Regions from separate parts of the Mus musculus genome. Here regions 1 and 2 are each linked to region 3. Evidence: chromatin contacts called from public HiChIP or PLAC-seq and promoter capture Hi-C data. All regions are on one chromosome and are shown on one strand. Each heading gives the region's core, a stretch centred on a gene start, on an enhancer-like site or on the middle of the called end of the contact. The rest is flanking DNA. Distances are from core to core; before and after follow the strand shown.

Region 1 (4,850 bases), core at 2,180-4,679, 750 kb before region 3:
CTTATGAGAGAGCTCTATGGCAGTGGTGCTCAATAGGATACAAATAATTCTCTGCCGGGCGTGGTGGCACACGCCTTTAATCCCAGCACTCGGGAGACAGAGGCAGGCGGATTTCTGAGTTTGAGGCCAGCCTGGTCTTCAGAGTGAGTTCCAGGACAGCCAGGGCTACACAGAGAAACCCTGTCTTGAAAAACAACAACAACAACAAAAACAACAACAATAATTCTCTTTCCCATCTGATAGAGCAATGAGTCACTCACCTAAGATAATGCAGTGACTGGACGACGTAATGCACAGAATTATAGAGCTGAGAGGTTTTAGGTTTCCCAGGAAGGCAGAATAAAGACAGTTCACAGAATCTTTAGGTAAGAATTAAAGAAGAATGACTGCTATTGGCCAACAGTGAAGGACTTGAGTCAGATTGAAAAAAGAACTGAAGACTTCAGACGAGGAGTTGGCCCTCATTGTAACAACTGAGATACTACTGATGGCAGTCTTGTTAATGCACCTTCTACCCTCGTCTGGGTTTTTGTTCTGGTCAGAACATGCATTCTGGTCATTATTTCTTCTTACTGTGAGGACTCTTAATCTGTCCCACACTTTTCCTATGCTGGAGACTCTTGCTCTGGCTTTCAATTTTACCATCTGCAGGACTCTGGCTTTGCTTCCGACTTCTCTTATGGTGTTTGACACCCATGTTGGTACTCTCATTACGGTCCTGAGTACTGCTTTGGAGAGGACTACTGCTCCGGCTCCGACTTCTGCTCTGAAAGGCACCCCTTCTTAGGGGACTCTTGCTTTGATTATGAAGGGAGCTGTTCTTGTTTGGGCTCTGACTTTTGTTTTGGTGGTTAATCTGGCTGTCACTACTTTGATAGTCACTACAAACAATAGTTGAACTGACAGAAGTGCTACAGGTAGAGGAGGTCTTGGATGGAGGCAAAGAACAGCTGTAGGGGATCTGGGAGGGATTGTTCAGTGGGACTGGAGAAGTCACAGCATAGGTATGAATGCCACAGGGAACAGTAGTGGGGCAAAACCGAGCTCGAGGGACAACAGGTAAACATCGGGGGTCAAAGGGTGTTCTCAAAGGGATAAAAGAATAGATGTGGGTGGAACAAGGAGGCGCCACAGACTTGATATGGGATGGCGGACCCCTGGGAGCAGAATAAGTGCCACAAGGGAGAACCGCAGGCTGAGGGAGAGGTATAGACTGATTTAGGGGACTAGAGAGTGGGGATAAATGGGAGGTGGGAGGAACCACAGAATACATATGAGTATTGCAGGGGGAAACTGGAGGTGGTACGTGGGGACTACTCTTAGGATATCTACTGGGCAAAGCAGGATTACAAGGCGAGCTATGAGGACAGGAAGTAGGAGCAACAGTTTTGAGGACAGCGGTCTCTGGGGGAGGTTCTTTTGGGCAGGAATTTGAAGTAGTTGTGATGGCTGGCTCCATACATGGACTAAAGAGGCCAAAGGACTGGGAGGGAGGCTGAGGACAGGTGTTGGTCTTATGGGATTTAGAATGGCTAGGAGGAGTGTGGTGGGGTGTATTGTCTAGGGACCGACACTTGTAGGGATTGCGTCGTGATTCAGGGGATTTGGGGGACTTCATTTGAGGGGGAGCTGAGGTAGGAGGGCGGGGTTCATTATAACCTCTGGGTGACTGAGGTGGAGCTACACACTGGTTGTTCAGGGGAGATGGGAAATACGGGGAAGGATTAGGACACTGAGGAAGAGGTGGTCCTGTGGTGCAGGAAGGACCAGAAATTATAGTACCTGGGGTTAGTAAGAGGTAAGAGTTCCCCCCAGGCTCCCACAGAAAGGACCCTACACAGGGCTTCTGGAGAGCCTGAGGCAGGGATGAGCTAGGAGAACCAGCACTCTCAGGTGGTAGGTTGATAACACAGAAAGGACTCCTAGGGGCAGATATCTGGGAATCTGGGCATAAATGGGAATAATGAATACAGCCCTCTTGAGGTGAGATGGGAGAGCCAGACATGCCTGCCTGAGAAGAAAGTGGAGGGCCACAGCCATTTTTCCCAAGAGGTACATCAAGCTGTGGTTTAGGTTCACAAGAGTTTGGAGGCATAGGGTTGTCGTGGTAAGGGTTGCCAGAGGGTGGGGAAGATGCTGAAGAAAGGGGAGGATCATTGTAACTTCTTCTAGAGGGACAGTGGGGCCCTCGGTGAGAAATGGATGCAGGGGTTAGAGGTCTAGTTTCCACAGATCGGTGAGCAAGGGGAGGTGAAATTGCAAGGCCAGGTCTCAGGGGCCGATGGGTAAGAAGAGGTGAAATGATGGAGTAATTTCCCTGGGACCCTGGCATAAGGGGAGTCGAAATCACCGGGCCTGTCTCCAAGGTTATATGAGTAAGTTCAGGGGAAGTTACTGGGCTGGCTCTAGGGGCCTGATGAATGAGAGGTGGGGAAGTCACATAACAAAGACGCGGACTTGGAGGGCATGAACGCTGAGATTCTGGGGAATCAATATAGTTGCAACATAGGTTCCGCTGATGAGGAGAGGGTGACCCCTGAAGGCTGAATCGGTCAAAACAAGGAGAGGATGAACCAGCTGGCTCTTGTCTGTACAGCCTTCCTAGGAGTGGAGAAAAGGGTTCAAAGGGGCACCTCTCCGGTGGGGGTGGGGAGGAGAGGACTGGGGGCGGAGGGGGCGGGGTGGGGATCCGTCGAGGTAAGCACGGAGAAGAAATGGTGAGGCAAGAGAAAGGTTCTCTAGAGTAAGGGGGGTTGGTGAATCTGTTGCCTGCATTTGGAGAAAGGCCAGCATTACAGGAAAGGTGGTCGTTGAAGTCTTTCCCGGGCGCCACAGGCACCTCGAGAGTGAGAACAGGGGTGAATCCTTTCCTGCAGGACGACGGAGACTCAGGAGGGAAGGAGTAGTTGTTAGGGCAGTCTGCTTGAGGTGAAGTTGAAGGGGCTGAAATTTTAAGGAGGAAAGGAGGGGAAGAGTTCATGGGACTGGAGGGGAAGGGTAAGAGGGAGGAAAGAAAAGGAAAAAGAAGGGTGGGAAGGGCAAGATAAAAGTAAGCAAGAAAAAGTAACATGAGGCGATGTAACGTCACCGAATGAAAGCTCAGGCCGTGACTTAACAGAGAGGGGCGGAGTCAGGGGGCTGCTTACGCAACAGGAAGAGGCTTGTGGTTAATAAAAGGACAGGCAGGCGTGAGACAAGAGCTCCAAGAAGGTTACGGTCCCTGGAGTTCATGTCCCGAATGCAACTGTGAGTGACGGGAAACGCAAGGGCTGGATAAGTCTCCCTCTAATGTCAGACCTTACCCATTTCTTCTTATATCGATATCTCCGCGGGACCGGCGTGAAGTCCACGAGCTTCAGCAGCTTCCGAACACATCTTAAGACGGGCGCAGCCATGTCAACTAACAACGCCAATAATTCCGACTGAAACTGCAGCTGCGCTCTCGCGGGTTCCGGGAAGGATTGAGGGCTGCTTAGAATATCAGCGGCAGACAGGGCGGGGCTAGGCTTGCGGCGCCCCCAGGGCTCCGCCTACCTCCACACCCCACCCACCAGAATCCTCGGGGCGCACACGAAGCGGTGGCTGTGCTAGAGCATCTAAAGGAGCTCCTAGGAAGTTGCAGGGAAGGCCTTCTGGGCTCAACCTGCATGGAGAAAGCTGCCGAGGTAGAACGAAATTAGAGCAGACTATAGACAGAAGCGGAATTGCTAGGAAGCCATAGAAGCCAGTTTCAAGATCTTCCTTTTAGACGGTTCTTTTCAAGACTCGGTACCTAATTTTGTGTTCTTTCTGAGACTATCAAATTGACTACGCCGCTTAGGATCCAAGAAGAAAGGGGGTGATCACTATTTTTAGAAATGATCGTTTGGCTGAGCAGAGTGGCATATGTCTTTATTCCAGCACTTGGAAGGCAGAAGCAGACGGATCTCTGTGAGTTCCAGGCCAAGCTTGGTTTTCATAGCTACAGGTCAGACAGCTTTTCTGTAACCTTACATTTATTCTTATAATGTATTGCCACCCACCATATAGTATAATCAGCTAAGTCGTAATTTTTTAAAAATGTTAAGTATGTCAAACTGATCTCTGGAAGTTGTGGGGCAGCCAACGTCTTTGAATTAGTGAGCTCCAGATTCCATGAGACCATCTGAAGACGTGTGGTGTTGACCTGCAGCTGCCATTCATAGACCATATGCACATATGCATGAACATATACAAACATATAACACACTCTTTTCTTTTCCTTTTGATTTTTGAGACAAGATCTCACTACATAGTCGTGGCTGGCCTATAACTCTCTATGTACACCAGGCTAGCCTGGAAATTATACCTGCTTGCTTCCGTCTCCCAAGGGCTGGGATTAAAAGGGTGTGCCCAAACTGTAACTCATACAAATATAGAATGAGCACCTGCCAAAAATTGTACTCATCATCCAAGTCACATACGTATCTGTCATTATCTTTTTTTTTTTTTTTTTTTTTTTTTTTTGGTTTTTCGAGACAGGATTTCTCTGTATAGCCTTGGCTGTCCTGGAACTCACTTTATAGACCAGGCTAGCCTCGAACTCAGAAATCTGCCTGCCTCTGCCTCCCAAGCGCTGGGATTAAAGGCATGCGCCACCACCGACTGGCTATCTGTCATTATCTTAAACAATAAAAGTAAAATAAGACTTAAACAAGTGAGAATTTGAGTTTCAAAATTTTAGTGAGCCAAATGAGGCCACGATGGCACATGTCCTTTTGTTTCTTTTTTTTTTTAAGAATTTTTTTTTTAAGATTTATTTATTATTATATGTAAGTACACTGTAGCTGTCTTCAGACACTCCAGAAGAGGGAGTCAGATCTCATTACAGA
Region 2 (4,377 bases), core at 1,131-3,630, 680 kb before region 3:
AGATGTTTGTAAATGGTGACAGGGAGCCATTGTTCCTGCCTCACAGATAAAAACTCCCTGCAAAGCAGCAATGCTAAAGAGCCCCACCCCAGGCCAAGCATGCTGGATTGGTCTGAAGGTAGAAGATGGCGGAAGCTCACAGTTTAAAACTACTGTTAACTATAGCATGAGTTTGAGGCTAGCCTAAGCTACATGAGAGAAGCTGTCTCAAAAGGCGGGGGAGAGGAGGATGCTGTGAACCAGCTAAGCAGAATGGATGCTTGCCTCAGAACCAGACAGCCTGAGCTAGGTACCCAAACCCAGTGCCATGACATATGCATACTCCCTACAAAATAAGTTTTAAAAAGAGTGAACACCAAGCCATCAGAGCACACTTGTAACAACTTGTCAAGCTATCTGAATTTCCTGAAACAGTTATCAGGCCCTTCTCTTCACAGGCCGATACTCATATACAGACACCAACAAGAAGTACCTTCTAAGGACAGAAAAAGTGGCACATGCCATTAATCCTTCCACTCATCAGGCAGAGGCAAGTGGATCTCTGTCTGGTCTACACAGTGAGTTCCAAGTCAGTCAGAGAGCTACATAACAGAATTCATGTCTCAAAATAGACCAAAAAAAAACACCCAGCCAGGCATGGTGGCAAATGAATCCCTGATCTTGGAAACCAGAGGCAGGTCTCTAAATTCTGAGGTTAGCCTGATCTCTATAGAGCAAGTTTCAGGGGCAGCCAGGGATATCAGAGAAACTCTAAAGCTCTCATATGCCAAAATCCTACTTTTTTTTTTTAAACGCAGATTTTCATGTATTCCAGGCTGGCCTGAATATACTATGTAGTTAGGGAAGCACACAGAATATATTAGTACACCACCACCCCCACTTTTGGCAGGCCTGGAACCCAACATTACCATTCCTTGGTTTTGATATTCTCCTCCCACCAAGAAAACTGAAACTGTATTAATTTCTAGTGAACCTACCTGGAGGATAACAATTTTTTTAAGATTTATTTATTTATTATATGTAAGTACACTGTAGCTGTCTTCAGACACTCCAGAAGAGGGCATCAGATCTCATTACAGATGGTTGTGAGCCACCATGTGGTTGCTGGGATTTGAACTCAGGACCTTTGTAAGAGCAGTCAGTGCTCTTAACCACTGAGTCATCTCTCCAGCCCCAAGGATAACAATTTTATTAATCTTCTCCAATGCTTAGTATACTGTAAATTTTCATTAAAATTTACTTACGCGGGGCAGTAGTGGCAAACACCTTCACTTTCAACACTGGGTAGCAGAGGCAAGGGAACCTCTGTGTGAGTTCAAGGCCAGCCTGGTCTACAAACAGAGTTCCAGAACAGCCAGGGCTACACAGAGAAACACTGTTTCAAAAAAAAAACCTTAAGTGCCAGGTGTGCCTGGCACATGCCTACGACCACACACTGCATTTGGGAGACAGACCATAGTCTACAGACCTGGTGAGAAGCTCATCTCAAAAAAAAAAAAAAAAAAAAAAAAAGCTTCAAAAATGTATGAAAGGTACTTTCTCAAGATGACTATGAACCTCATTTTCCTTATTCCCCTAAACACTCACTACTGTCCCAGGCTGCCAGTCTTCATCATCTGATGATCTGTCTTCTGGTTTCCTCCTAGCCAACTGGCTGGGAGCTAAGCTCCTCCTCTGCAAGGGAGAACAGAAAGTGAGTTCCTGCAGTGATCCTGCAGCCAGGCCCCTTAAGTCAGCTTAAGGTCACACTTACCATCCTGGCCCCAGAAGCATCAAATGTCAAGTGCCCATCAGCGAAGTTAAAAGCACTCAGCAACAGAGAATGCAGGACCAGGGGATGCTATAAAAGGAAGTTGCTATATCATTGAAAATATTGTCTTAAGAGTCGGTATGAGGGGAGGGGATGCAATCAGAGGATGAGGCTTGGGTCCAAACCAGGAATGTCGGTCCCCAAGTTCCTCAAGGTCAAAATATCCAAAGCCAAGTCCAAGCGGAGCTGGGTCTAAATCTAGGATGGGAAAGAAGACAGATTGAAGTTGCAGATGAGCAAAGTGGAGTTGGAATAACGTCCCTAGCTGGGCTGCTTCCCTGAGAGTAACACCTACGAAAAAGTACAGTCTTAAGTACGAAGGCGAGACGCCTGAATTCTTAGGAGAGGGATAGAATTTACCAGAGCTGGACCGACATCAAACCTCAGTGTGAGGAAGGCAAGCAGAGACCTAGGAACGCCTTGTGGGAAGTTAAACAGGAACCCAGGAAGGACCAGTTAAAAATCCAGGTTGGGAGGAGGAGAATCTTAGAAGCTGAAGAGAGGCAAAGAGCGACTCCGGTATCTTTCCCCTTATTCTTCCTCTTCCCAAAGCGCGCGTTAAGAGCCTCCAGGCAGTGTCAATCGAACCTCCCGCCACTCTGCCACCACAGTCCCCTATTGGCTGCGTTCAGTGAACTTGACGCTCGACGATCCGGCCTAAAGGAAGGGGCGGGCCTAGGGCTGAGGCTAATAAGGGTCTTGGATTTCCGCCCAGAGGCTCAACAGACCACTAGGAGCTGTGGCTTATCCTGGTGGCAGCAACAGGCAGGTGCCAGAATTCTTACTTGCCAACGGTCCCTCTTCCTGGCTCCTGCCTTTGGCCGAAGCAGCTGAACCAAATAGATGTTTTGCACCGAAGTACTGTGCGGAGGAGTTGCTACTGGAATAGATTTCAAAAGGCAGCACATTTTTGGGAATTTGATTCAGGCTCTTTATTGTGCCAGACCTGGAGCAGAAATCTGAGCTGGAAGCAGGCAAGGCCAGTGGCCAGTCAAAAGGTGAGCGGAGGTGTTGGTGCTGCACTGCCAATTGGTCTGAGATGTCTTGAAATAAGCTAGCTGTCTTTTCCTGGGGCATAGTCACCCATTCTCTAAAAATCCGTTTTTCCTTTAAGTGATATTATTATAGTACCTCTCCTAAGGGATTATTCACAGGGTCTAATTAAAGTGAACAAAGTAGCTGCGCCTGGTAGCGCAGGCCTTTAATTATAGTACTCACTAGGCATAGGCAAGCAGATCTCTGTGAGACTAGCCTGGTCTTCATAATGAGTTCCAGGACAGCGACAGCTCTGTAGAAAGACCCTCCAAGAACGGGAAAAAAAAAAAGTGTTCAAAGTATTTAACATAGCCCCCATGTATTACCTAAGTGCTCACTAATCAAAATAGCATGCCCATTACACTTAATCACTATCTACTTAAAAGGATCTCCTTAGCTATTATAAATCATTTACTATCCTCAGATAAGGTTTATTGTCCCCATTTTGTCGTGTGTGTGTGTGTGTGTGTGTGTGTGTGTGTGTGTGTGTGTGGTGTCTTGGGGGCACTAGGAATATAGCATAGTGGTAGAACTTCGTGAGGCGGTCACTGCTGAGGTTTGTTGTTATTTGAGACAAGGTCTTGCTGTGTAACCCGGTTATCTTTAAACTTATGACCCTCTGTCATCCCCAGCCCGCCTAGCAGAAATGAGGATATACTAAAGAGATACTTATGTCCTTTCCTTGGCTTTTGGGAACAATGAACCGAAGAAATTTTAATTTCCATAGGAATATCTTGCTGGGAGACAAGAAGGCTGTGAGCAACTTAATGAAAAACAAAATCACATACACAAAAAGAACAGTTAACTTCTTTGCCATGACTATGAGGTCAGCCTGGGCTGTATAGTCAAAATCTGTCTCAAAATGGGGGGTATAAGGGATGTGTGGATGTGGATAAAAGCATGTGTCACCTAAGCCTGAGGACATGAGTTCAGTGCCCACAGCCCACACCAAGGTGAAAGGAGAGAACTGATCCACAAACTTGACCTCTGACCTCCATATGTACAGCATGGCACATGCGCACCCTCATACAAACATCATGTACATACACGCTCTAATAACAGAGAAATATTCTTTAAAGGAAAGAAACTCTACCTAGCCCTAGAAAATATATAAGTATTTCCTTTTTTTTTTTTAATCTCAATTTCTTCTTTTTTTTTTTTTTCTTTTTTTTTTTTTTTTCTGAGACAGGGTTTCTCTGTATAGCCCTGGCTGTCCTGGAACTCACTCTGTAAACCAGGCTGGCCTCGAACTCAAAAATCCACCTACCTCTGCCTCCCAAGTGCTGGGATTAAAGTCGTGCACCACCACACCTGGCAAGTATTTCCTTTTTGAAGGTTTGTTTTGCTTCTTTTGAGACTGGGTCTGATGTATCCAGTGCTAACCTCCTGTTTCTACTTCCTAGTGCTAAAATTATAGCCCTATGCCACCAGGCTCAACCTCCAACCTCCCTAATTTTTAACCCTATATCTGTGGGCCTACCTCCCCCCCCCCCCGCCCCTGCCCCTCAGCCATTGTACACCAGTGGCCATCA
Region 3 (4,840 bases), core at 2,319-4,818:
TAACCAAAGAATGAAGTTGGTCAAATATTTTCATATTTCTGTTGATTTTTTTTTTAAACTTTTCCCAAAACACTTTCAGATTAAAAAAATAATAAAGTTGATGTTGCAGGTGCTAGTTAGCCTTATTTGTACCCAGGCCTCTGAGTCTGCAAAAGAAGACAGTACTGAAGTAGTCAGTGTTTGCCAGGACCTGCTCGACAACTCTGTAGCAGTTAAATGTGACATAATTAGATTAAAGACTCAAATGACTTATTTTTGAAATATGATTTTGCTGTATAGCTCTGGGTGACTTGGGACTATGTAGACCATGAACTTGTAACAGTCCTCCTGCCTTAGCCCTTAGGTTCCTGGAATGACCAACACAAGCCACTACACTCTGCCAAACATCTCTTCTCCTACTCTTCGCTTCTTTCCCTGGGCCTAGTTACCAGGCAGATGTTGGAGTCAGCTGCTGCCCCAAGCCAGCTTCATTTTCTGGTTGTGGGCTTTGGATGGACGGGAAAACTGGCTCTTGGTCACTGTGAGGGGTACAGTTTTGCCACTTAGATATACCTTGTTGTGACATTCAGGAAGCCAAGGTTCAGAGCTGCAGAGTTGAAGTCCCTGGCTCAGGCCCACATAGGCCATCACATAGCCTGTCATAAAGGCGTCAAAACCAGCACGATGCAGTCCGTCCCCAGGCACGGGGTTAGTGCTGGCTTGGTTCACCAGCAGCTCTGAGGTGGCCACATCAGCTGTTTCAGCACTTGTCCTCCTATGTGCCATCTCCAAGCTACTTGTGTGACCTTCCCTGGAGCCAGGCTGATCCCCAGCCTCACCTTCTGCCACTTTTTGTTCCATTTTCTCAGTCTCGAGGCTATCTTCACAGACCTGTTTTGTGGGAGGACCATCTTCAGCTTCCGCAAGGGTCTGTGTCCCTGGTTGGCTCTGTAAAGACCTCTTCCGTTTGTCCTTACGTCGCCGTCTCCGCCGCTTATCTTCTGCCACAGCCTCATCAGTGTCAATTATAAGGTCAATATCGTGTGACTGAGGACACTGTGGTCCCAGAGGACACCAGCCATAGGCCTGGAGGTTGGAAAAGTGTAAGAAGGGGCTCCATACATCAGAGCCTTCCCTCCCCAAGAAATGGACATTTACTCACCGAGAACTTGTCACAGATGCCAGTGGTACGAGAACGACGGCAGGTCCCAGGGGACATACAGCAGCGGTAGTCAATGTGCCCGCTCATGCTAGATGGATAGCTGCAGAATTCCAGGGCAAGATGTGGGCTGCCAGCTGCCCGCTGCTTCCCATTCTCCCGCTCACTGCAACAGCGCAAGAAGGTATTGCTTCACTAGCATATAAGTTCCACCAGAACAGGGGGGGTTGTGTTTTGTTCACTGCTGAATCTTCAGCACCTAAAAACAGTGCCTGGCATATGGTAGGTACTAGATAAATAAGTGAATGAAACAGGCTCATGCCAGGCCCCACCCCTTCCCATCAACCATGTTCTCACCATTTCCGGAAAGCGTATTCTAAGTAGGAAGCTACAAATCGGGCATGGAACTCGGCGGCATATTTGGTGTCATAGATGCCTGCTGGGAACATCTCACACAGGTCAGCAGTGAAGGTCCCCAAGTTCTCAGGCAGGTGCGCGTAGAAATTCTGGTACAGGAACACCAAGTCTATAAGGCCATTATGTAGCACCAGGGGCCGTCGGGCCCGAATCAGTTCAAGGAACAGCGTCCGTACCGACTGGCTCTGGCTCTCATCTCCCTAGGTGGAAGGGGAAGGACAACGATGCCCAGTCAGCACCCAGTCAGCACACTTAACCAGGTTTCCCACTGGGGAAGCACCGCCTCATTATCTAACCCCGCCCTGCCCCTTCCACAAAGGTCTTGTTTCTCGAGCCTTGTCACACACATGTCCCCCACCCCCCACCCCCCAGGCCTATGCAAGCAAGAAATAAACCACACGGGACTCGAACTCAAGGCCAGAGGAAGCTGGAGAGCTACCTTGTCATTGCCCTTATGGTAGGGGATACCCTGGGCGTACTGCCGGTTGAAGTTGAAGCCATGCTGTACCAGGAACTGCACAGACTTCGGTTCTATAACGTACTCCTCTATGCATAGCAGGGTGAGATTGAACACTTGAGCCAAGTAAGAATTTTCACCCTGAAAAACATGAGGATCTACTTTACCAAAAACTGGGAGGAAAAATTTCCACCATTAAGATCTCAACTCTCAGGCCCCATGCCTCCCTCAGACCTGGGATGAAGGTAATTCCTACCTTATCTGGTTGCTGCCTGAAGCAGGCGAGGCCCAGGGACAGGACAGAACGGGTCCTGGCAGCATGACACACGGCCTTGTAACGTTCCTCAATGCACCTTAGAGTTGGGTTTGGGCATGAGTTAGTTTCACAAAGAACCCAAACTACCAGGGCTGGCAGTCCCTAGCTTCTGGGTTGAGACCTACATATTTGTTAGAGCTGGGATCACAGGCAAGGCTTATACTTACTGGTTCAGCAAACTCTTCCTATCCCCGAGCCCACTCAGCTCCTATGGGTGGGTAAAGGAAGTGTGGTTATTTTCCACACCCATCACCAAACACTTCACAGCCACCTGCCCTCCCTTCCTCCCACTCCTCACCGTGTCCACAGCCACAAAGCTAGCTGTCTTTAAGGCTAGCAAGAGTGATGGCCATATCTCCTTGAAGTTGTCACTCTGCACGTCTACCACAGGAACCCGAACCACAAACTCCTCTGCAGGTTGTGTGTTTTTGTTGACACCACCTGGGGATAAGGGCGTTGATGGATTTAGATGGTTTCACAAGGTCCCTGTGGAGCAAACACCAAGCTAGATGTGGGCAAAGGGGTGCCCACTGACAAGCTTTCACTTAAAGATTTTACATCTACCAGCTCTAAACACAAGCTCTGAAATGGGCAGTGCCCTAAATTTGGAAAAAGGGCATCTGTGTCTTTTAGTGCCTTTATGTGGGACTGGGAAATCATTTCTTTTTTGCATCATGATCAGGAGAAAAGTGGACTAGATAACCTTTGAGGATTCTTTATCCTCCAGCCTGTAATCCCAGGACTAGGGAGCATTAGGCTGAAGGACCACGAGTTCAAGGCTAGCCTACAGAGCATGCTCCTATCTCAAACACAAACCGATCCCATAAAGCCACATATACATGATGCCTCAACAGCTACCGGAGTGCTCCAAAGTTAAACCCAAGCTCCACTTACTGTGGACGACTACGCACTCTGGTATTACCGACTGACAACCACCGGCTCCGTCCAAAACACACCACCCATCCCACCTCACTGCTCCACTCTACAACAGTTCGGGTTTTGCAGTTGCACGCGCTGCACACTGGGAGTTGTAGTCTAAGATAGCTGAGGCAAGAAGAACTACAGGCCTGTCTCCGAGCTACCGGGCCGAGGCTTTTCCCTCCCCAGGACCCCTTAGGCTTCTGTGGCCATCCCTGGGGAGCCGCTCACCGTCAGAGGGCGTTGGAACTGGAGGCACATCATCGTCACTGTCCGCGGCCATGACGCCCCTCGCCAGCCTTCTGGAGGTACGCAGAGACTTCCGCTTCGTCTCCAGAAGCGACACGGATCTAGGATGGGGCGGGGTCTCGGCGTCTGGGTCCCGTAGGGTCAACTTCCGTTCCGAGTGGTCGGGCGGGGTGCGGAGCGTGGGCCTTGCGCGCGCTGAGTGTCTATTGGCTGGACGGTCCTACTGACCGAAGCCACGCCCCCTTCGGGGTTTCTTGGGAGCGGCCGGTCGGAGACTGCGCAGGAGGTAATCTGTGCTTTCATTTGTGGTGGCGGGAACGTGGAATCTTAAAATTACAGCCGATCGTTTCACTTACACAAACTCAGGGTTGGCATGGGCAGCGCAGGCTTCTCGGCGCTGGGTTGGGGAAAGAATGCCTCCTGCGCTGAGCTAAAGCAAGCCTAGGAGTTCGGGAGAGAGGGGTGCACGGCCGAGTAAAGGGGTCCTGAGCATGGACACAAGTCCAGAAAGATAAGGAAGTGAGAGGGAAGCGTTCTACAGGACACAGGTAGATAAGTGGTAAAATGACCAGGAACGTTTTAAAGATAATTCACCCAAGTATTAATGTGCACTTGAGTTAAGGTTTTGGTAGGTCTTAATTTGACCTGTAGGTGGTAACAATGTCGGAATTCAGTCCCATCCTAGGAAGTGTTCTCTAGCTCCACCGACCTAGATTTCTCCTTATCTTAAAAGATAAAAGGCTTCAAACTTATCTTTAAAAATTCAGGCTGGGTGGGATGGTGCCTGACAATAATCTCATCCTTCAGGAGGCAGAGGCAGGCGGATCTCTGAGTTCAAGGCCAGCCTGGTGTACTGAGTGAGCTCCAGGGCTGCACAGAGAAACTCTCGTCTCTATAAAACAAAACAAAAAGCAATCTCCACACCTGGAGTGCTGGGTTATAGGTGTGCACAACCACTCTAGTTTGACTTTTTTTTTTTTTTTTTTTTTTGGTTTTTCGAGACAGGGTTTCTCTGTATAGTCCTGGCTGTCCTGGAACTCACTTTGTAGACCAGGCTGGCCTCAAACTCAGAAATCCACCTGCCTCTGCCTCCTGAGTGCTGGGATTAAAGGCGTGCGCCACCACGCCCGGCTAGTTTGACTTTTTAAAAAAGATTTGTAGTGGGCGATGGTGGCGCACGCCTTTAGCCCCAGCACTTTGGGAGGCAGAGGCAGGCGGATTAGGTGGGTTTCTGAGTTCGAGGCCAGCCTGGTCTACAAAGTGAGTTCCAGGACAGCCAGAACTACACAGAGAAACCCGTCTCCAAAAAACAAAAACAAAAAAGGTTTGTTACTATTTTTAATTC

What was found. Promoter capture Hi-C pulls out the DNA fragments that hold promoters and counts their contacts. HiChIP or PLAC-seq counts read pairs in DNA pulled down with a chosen protein or histone mark.
Region 1: a promoter capture Hi-C map of pre-B cells shows a contact between it and region 3, with 2.1 times the contacts expected there. The contact joins the promoter of Nsun4 here to the promoter of Toe1 in region 3. A contact is called at or near these places in 3 of 39 promoter capture datasets (hippocampal neurons, liver and pre-B cells), 1 of 484 Hi-C or Micro-C datasets (uterus) and 1 of 9 other capture datasets (adipose tissue).
Region 2: a contact with region 3 is called in an H3K4me3 HiChIP or PLAC-seq map of the SCID.adh cell line, with 12 read pairs. The contact joins the promoter of Rad54l here to the promoter of Toe1 in region 3. A contact is called at or near these places in 7 of 39 promoter capture datasets (the 3T3-L1 cell line, cranial neural crest, embryonic stem cells and 4 more), 3 of 115 datasets of contacts at active chromatin or transcription factors (the SCID.adh cell line, bone marrow-derived macrophages and embryonic basal ganglia) and 1 of 9 other capture datasets (pancreatic islet).

What each region holds. Positions count from the first base shown.
Region 1 is chr4:116,050,382-116,055,231 of GRCm38.p6, forward strand. It overlaps Nsun4 (NOL1/NOP2/Sun domain family, member 4), which reads right to left and starts at 3,430. Exons shown (of 6, transcript NM_028142.5): 1 at 3,303-3,430. The coding sequence starts at 3,395.
Region 2 is chr4:116,121,309-116,125,685 of GRCm38.p6, forward strand. Rad54l (RAD54 like (S. cerevisiae)) reads right to left here and starts at 2,381. Exons shown (of 18, transcript NM_009015.3): 1 at 1,754-2,381; 2 at 1,588-1,674. The coding sequence starts at 1,756. It overlaps 2510003B16Rik (RIKEN cDNA 2510003B16 gene), which reads left to right and starts at 2,532. Exons shown (of 3, transcript NR_131048.1): 1 at 2,532-2,808.
Region 3 is chr4:116,803,991-116,808,830 of GRCm38.p6, forward strand. Toe1 (target of EGR1, member 1 (nuclear)) reads right to left here and starts at 3,569. Exons shown (of 8, transcript NM_026654.2): 1 at 3,478-3,569; 2 at 2,627-2,769; 3 at 2,496-2,536; 4 at 2,269-2,365; 5 at 1,995-2,153; 6 at 1,496-1,755; 7 at 1,142-1,304; 8 at 13-1,065. The coding sequence starts at 3,529. The coding sequence ends at 445. Mutyh (mutY DNA glycosylase) reads left to right here and starts at 3,744. Exons shown (of 16, transcript NM_133250.2): 1 at 3,744-3,781. It overlaps Tesk2 (testis-specific kinase 2), which reads left to right. Exons shown (of 11, transcript NM_146151.4): 11 at 1-258.